Linked DNA regions of Anser cygnoides: region 1 is linked to region 2. Evidence: chromatin contacts called from public Hi-C data. All regions are on one chromosome and are shown on one strand. Each heading gives the region's core, a stretch centred on a gene start, on an enhancer-like site or on the middle of the called end of the contact. The rest is flanking DNA. Distances are from core to core; before and after follow the strand shown.

The links. A called contact is a pair of places that touch in the nucleus more often than the background predicts.
Region 1: a contact with region 2 is called in a Hi-C map of liver, with 2.0 times the contacts expected there. The contact joins the enhancer-like site here to the promoter of CDKN1B in region 2. A contact is called at or near these places in 2 of 7 Hi-C or Micro-C datasets (both in liver).

What each region holds. Positions count from the first base shown.
Region 1 is chr1:71,985,030-71,988,016 of Taihu_goose_T2T_genome, reverse strand. No RefSeq gene overlaps it. Among named protein-coding and RNA genes, the nearest start is that of GPR19, 34 kb to the left of the region's middle. Within about 2 kb of position 1,541, at least 3 of the 3 cell types and tissues checked have open chromatin away from gene starts, as enhancers often do. A contact at or near this core is called in liver, where this site is marked.
Region 2 is chr1:71,914,829-71,917,872 of Taihu_goose_T2T_genome, reverse strand. It overlaps CDKN1B (cyclin dependent kinase inhibitor 1B), which reads left to right and starts at 1,497. Exons shown (of 3, transcript XM_066999806.1): 1 at 1,497-2,487. The coding sequence starts at 2,013. It overlaps LOC106030870 (a long non-coding RNA gene), which reads left to right. Exons shown (of 5, transcript XR_010832502.1): 5 at 1-1,026.

The DNA of each region.
Region 1 (2,987 bases), core at 292-2,791, 70 kb before region 2:
AACACTCAGTAAGCTGCCCATGTTGTGGGGGCGGTCTGCTCAACTGGCTGCCCAAGTGGCTACCTGGTGCAAGCAGAGAGGGAGATGGGGGAGTGACTGGTGTTGGAAGTGCACCTGAGGTTGGCGATGCTTGAATAAAGTGGCCCCTGCTTGAATACTACTATGCAGAGGGTTTGGGTCATCTCTGACTCAGATGGTTTCCCGCATACCAAGTTACCAGCACCGCTTTCTGTGGTGCTTGTGTTTTTCTTGATGGTTCCCCATCTAGGGCTCAAGCAATGTTGACCTTGGTTAATTATTCCCAGAGGGAAAATATACACACAGCATCCTCCCACACGAAGCTGTGCTGCCAGATTAATCCCAACCTGCTGCAGGGGTGGAGGAATGGAGCGTGGGGCAGGGAAATCAGCGAGGGCTTTTTGAGCTGGCCAGGCAAGGGGACGGAGGGTGAGCAGGCATGGGGAAGGGACAGCACCAGTCATCATCACTGGAGACCCTTTCTGAGAGGAAAAAAATAATTATTTGAAACAATTCTGTCTTGTGGCTCATCTGCTTGTTAGTGACAGCTCTGTGTGACAAGTCTTGTTACTTGGCTAGGAAGGGAAGCAAAGTCTCATGGAAGGTGGCTGGGTCTGTCTCCTAACAGACCCAGAGTGTTTTCTGAATCTGTGTGTCTAATAGAGACCTCATGTTCTCTTGCCTGGTTTCTCATGGCAGCCTGCTATTCACCCAAAATATTAGCACAATGAGAATTTAATAACTTATTGAATAATTATTACATATTATACAAAATGCTATAATTGTACATATTACATTATTCAGAATTAACATGTTATTTTAGGGCAGCTTCCTTTGCACTCATTCCCCAGTCATACCAGTCTTGGTAAGAGTATAGATGGTAAAAATTAACACATGTTGAAGCAAAATGCTTGATATTTGATGCTTTCTTTACACTTCATACATAAGTGAGGAGAAGGAGGAGGAGGAGGAGGAGGAGGAGGAGGAGGAGAAGGAGGAGGAGAAGGAGGAGGAGAAGAAAAAAGAGAAATAAGGAAAGGCCAACATTTTCCCCCTTTTCAGTTTCCATTTAACTTGAATTGCACGTCTAGTCAGTTCTATGATGAAAGTGCAAACAAACCTCTTAGAGCTGGGGGTGTGTGATTCAAAGAGCTTGGCTAGATAGGTGTGGGGTCTAACTTTTAATCTGCCTTGCTCACCCCTCCAGGACCTTTTTTCAAAAGCTGTTTTTCTGCTCTCTAATATTCTGCCAGTCACAGTTTGTGTTTCCAAACACATGAAAGAACTGTTTCCTATCTCCAGTGGAAAAAAAGAGGAAAAAGGTATTTAAAGTCCAAACTAGACTTTCTTTTAAAGCCCACTACAGGAAAACACAAGCTGCTTCCACGATGGGCACGGTTCAGGTGCCTGTGTGAGCCCGACCCCACGCGGGAAGTGTTAACAAGCCATATGCGCAGGGTTACATTCCCATTTCCAGTCCAGCGCCAGCTCTGCTCACTTGCACAGGGAGGCGAATTGGCGATCCGTGACAGCACACCAGCAGGGCATGATGTCACGGGCCCTGCTCTCTAGCCACCCCTCGCACAGCCGGCGGAGCCCCATTGCGTGGAGTTAATCATTGACATGAAAGCCTTGCCTCGGCCCTGACACAGGAGGGGGCCCGGGGTGGAGGCAGGACCCGTGAGCTGCAGCACTGGACATTTTTGGCTCTTGCTGAGCCATTGAAGCCTTCGGGAGGTGCCTGGCACCACTGGGAGAGGGCTCGTGGATGGGAATTGGATGCCAGCTCTGTGTTTGGAGGTGCTGTTTTATGTGTAGCAGCTCCCCACCACCACTCGTCTAATCTCTATTACATATCTACAGACAAAACAGCTACTTGGCATTGCATTGCGGATGTCTGCAACTTTTGCCAGGACGTTGAACACGGGCCAAGAACTTGGGTGGAGACAGGAGCCAGAAGGTCATCTGGGGTTGCTGTTCTTTGTTAGAGCTAAATAACGTTGTGAATGTATTAAGTCCTTTTCCATGCACTGATTTTATTTTTTTTTCAATGCCTTCAGTATGATTTTTTTTTCTGGGCTGGATTCATGTATAAATATGCAAAGCAGAACAGTCTGCTCATTTGCACTTAGCATGAAATCCTGATATTATTCTTATTACATTTTTTCAGGAAAATGAACTGAAATACTGTAACAGTCTGCTCCGTGAGAACAAGACCTTGGGTTCTTTGTCACTTCCTCTCTTTCAGACACTGATCAGATGCTCATCTTCACAAAACTATCCAACGATTTCATCATTGTTCCCTAAGAGGAGCAGTTTAAAAAAAAATAAAAGATGCTGGAAGTGGGCTGAAGCAAATTGTGGCATCTGGAATTGCAAATCTGCTGCTGGATTCTGTAGTGCTGCTGAGCAGTAGTCCTCGTCGTGCTGCCAGAGTTGGCTGGGACTGAAAAATTGCGCGAATGAGATCTGCATTTAATACAGCTGATATTTTTATATGAGGTCAGTGGCTACATGGATGCATCTACCTGTAAGATCGTGAAGTTTCTGCGTACATTATTAAGCCTTTAGTGTGGATCTCCTTCATCAAACAGGCTGCTGATGAAAGGAACAGTCCAAGTGATGGTTCTTCTCTTGTTAGACTATATCAAATACAGTTATGACTATAGTTATAACTATAGTTATAGACTTACATAGGGACAGTAAATAATGTGGCCTAAAGACAATCATGTTACAGTTTTCATTTTGGCACCATGGCAAGTGCATGTCTGGGTGAACACGTGGAGTTCAGGGATTCATGGCAAAATCTCTTCCTCCTTTTTTTTTTTAAATTTAAATTTAAATTTAAATTTAAATTTTTATATTTATATTTATATTTATATTTATATTTATATTTATATTTATATTTATATTTATATTTATATTTATATTTATATTTATATTTATATTTATATTTATATTTATATTTA
Region 2 (3,044 bases), core at 248-2,747:
AATATTTTATTTCAACCTTGTGGTTTTAAAACCCATCTCATTTTTATTCTTCTTTTTTGGCTGCGCACATCATTGTTGGAACCGGGGACTGGCCGTACTGAGATCGCTTGGGCGAGGGGGCTGAGCAAGGGCCAGGGGCCTCTGCCTCGGGGCTGATGGAGGCAAGCAGAGTGCTGAGGCCTGGTTTTGAGTGTTGTGAGCTGGTTTTGTTCCCTTTACAATATTTGCGGAGTTAGCTCACTGGCTGGCAAAAGCGACTGCATTGTAGGTTTGGGTGGCCCATCGCAACTGCAGACCCCAACCCAGACGGTGTGTGTGTGTGTCTGGTGTGTGTGAGCACAGCACGGGGCAGAAGCTCACTATCTTCAAGGCCACACCAGTTGACTCTTCTTTCAGCCAGTTGAACCTGGTTGTGCTGGCCCTGGCTCGCTGAGGTAGCTTGCTGCTGGTGCAGCCCCCCAGAACCAGTATCCCAAGGTGGTTGTGTCTGATCTTGCCAGATGGCCTGGCGTGAAGGGTCTCCAGTCCTCCTAGCCACCTGGGCCCTGGGAAAAGCCCAAACCTCCAGCACCTGCAAGCAGCCCCAGTGTCCTGCAACGTGCTGAGGGGGCTGCCCTGCCCGCCGAGGGAAGGTGGCAGTGGGAAGGGGCTACAGCCAAGGATGGGATGGAGGAGGATGCTGCGTTGCTCTTATCTCCAGCGTATCTGCTGCAGCTATCCGAGGAAGCAGCTCAGAAAATCCCTGGCTGCGATTCTTGGCTCGCCTAATCTTCAGAGCACACAAACAGGGCTAAAACGAAGGCTTTCATTTCCTTCCCTCTGCTCGCCAAGGTCTGAAATCCCTGAGGAGGCTTTCTAGGGCCATTTCCACACCTTAATGGTCCTTCCTCTGCCAGGCAGACAGCAAGAGGCGATCCCTCCCTCGCTCCTGGTGGCCGGGGTCCGTGATGGGACAGGGGTCCCGGGAGGTCCTGCTGCTGTCTGTGATGGGACGGGGGTCCCGGGGTGTCCCGGGTCCCGCTCCCGTCTGGGGGCTGCCCTGAACTCCTGACGGGGGGGGGGCGGGGGGTGGGGTGGGGGGGCCGTGGCAAAGCAAAGCTCCGAGCGCTCTGGAGACCGAGCCAAAACGTAGCTAGCTGCCACCATTACTCCAGGCCCAGCGGCCGAGCAACAGCATTTTTCTTTCTTTTTTTTTTTTTGGGTGGGGGGCACAAGTTTCGCCGGGCCTGGGCTTTGCGGGAGGACAGCGGGCTGGGCTGGGCTGGGCTGGGCTGGGCTGCGGTGCACGGAGCCGTGCCGTGCCGGCGGCCTCCATCGCTCCGGCTTCTCCCCGCCCCGCCGAGGGGAGGCAGCGGAGCCGGGGCCACCTTTAGGGCCGGCGGCGGCGGCGAGGTAGGGCCGCGCCGACGGGGCGGTGCCCGGCGCCCTAACCAATGGCTCGGCTCCACTGTTTAAATAGACTCGTCCTGTCAATCATTTTCTCCTTCGTCAACCTCCCTTCAATCGCCATATTGGGCAACCGAGAAAAGGGCTCGTCTCGCCCGGGTTTTTTTTCCCCCCCTCTCGCCCTTTTTTACTACGCGGCCGCGGGGAGAGCGGCGGGGCCGGGCGGCCGTCGGGGGGACAGCGCGGAGCCAGGGCCGCGGAGGGAGGGAGGGACGGACGGAAGGAAGGGAGGGAGGGAGGGAGGGAGGGAGGGCAGCGGCACTCCCTGCCCGCCTGCCTGCTGCACGCTCCCTGCGCGCCCCCTGCGCGCTCCCCGCCCGCCTGCGCGCTCCCCCGCGCGGCTCTCGACCCGCCCGGGCTCCTCGACGGCGGCCGTCGGGGCTGCGGCGCCTGGGGCAGAGCCTCTCCGCCGCTCCTGCGAGGGCGAGCGGGGCGGCGCGGAGAGAGGAGGAGAAGCTGCGAGCGCCGAGAGGTGAAAGGCGGAGAGCAGGAGGAGGAGAAGGAGGAGGAGGAAGGGGGTGCAGCGAGAAAAACAAGCGCCGCCAGAAGAAAGAGGCCGGGGGGAGATGTCAAACGTACGCATTTCTAATGGGAGCCCTACCCTGGAGCGCATGGAAGCCCGGCAGTCGGAGTACCCGAAGCCGTCAGCCTGCAGGAACCTCTTCGGGCCGGTGAACCACGAAGAGTTAAACAGGGACTTGAAGAAGCACCGCAAGGAGATGGAGGAGGCATGCCAGAGGAAGTGGAATTTCGATTTCCAGAATCACAAGCCGCTGGAAGGCAGGTACGAGTGGCAAGCCGTGGAGAAGGGGAGCTCGCCCGAATTCTACTTCAGACCCCCGAGGCTACTCAAAGCTGTCTGCAAGTCCGCCGGCCACCAGAGCCTGGATGTAAACGGGAATTGCCAAACCGTGATTTTTGTCGGTTCTCAGGGAATCTCAGAGCACACTCACTGTGTAGATCAAAAGACTGCTCTTTCTGAAAAGCAGACGGACTTTGCAGAGCAGTGCACTGGGCAGAGGAAAAGACCTGCCACCGACGGTAACGTACCCTTTGGGGCGCTTTTACTTGCGTGCCCTGCCGGTGTCAGCGCCACGCGTGGCCCCACCGCGGGGGGGCTGCGCCCCGCTGGATGCCGGCCCGGGCCCCCCCGCCTCCCGACGCCTCCAAAAGCCCAGGCGCTGTTTGCAGCCCCGGGCTGTGTTTTTTGTTTTGGGGGGGTTGGTGGTGTCCCACGATAGGTGGGAGCCGGCGGCTGGTTTGCGAGCGAAAGCCCCTCCATGGTAATAACGCCCCGTGCCCCCTGGCCGCCCCTCTGTGGGCACGGGGCGAGGAGAGGGGAAGGGGTGGGAGATCGCAGCACCTACGGGAAGCACGGACAGGGATTGGGACAGACCCAGGAAACTCTTGTCCCTTACCTAGAGGAGCACCCCTTCCTCCCCCCCCCCCCCCCCCCCCCCGGCCTCTCCCCCTAACGCAGCCCAATGTTGGCGTCAGGCTGCGGAGATGTGCGGGAGTGACCCCCCTGCCCATCCAGCCCCCCCCCCCCCCTCCTTCCCCCCCCGCCCCTGGCTAGCGAGCAAACATCTAGCAGGAAA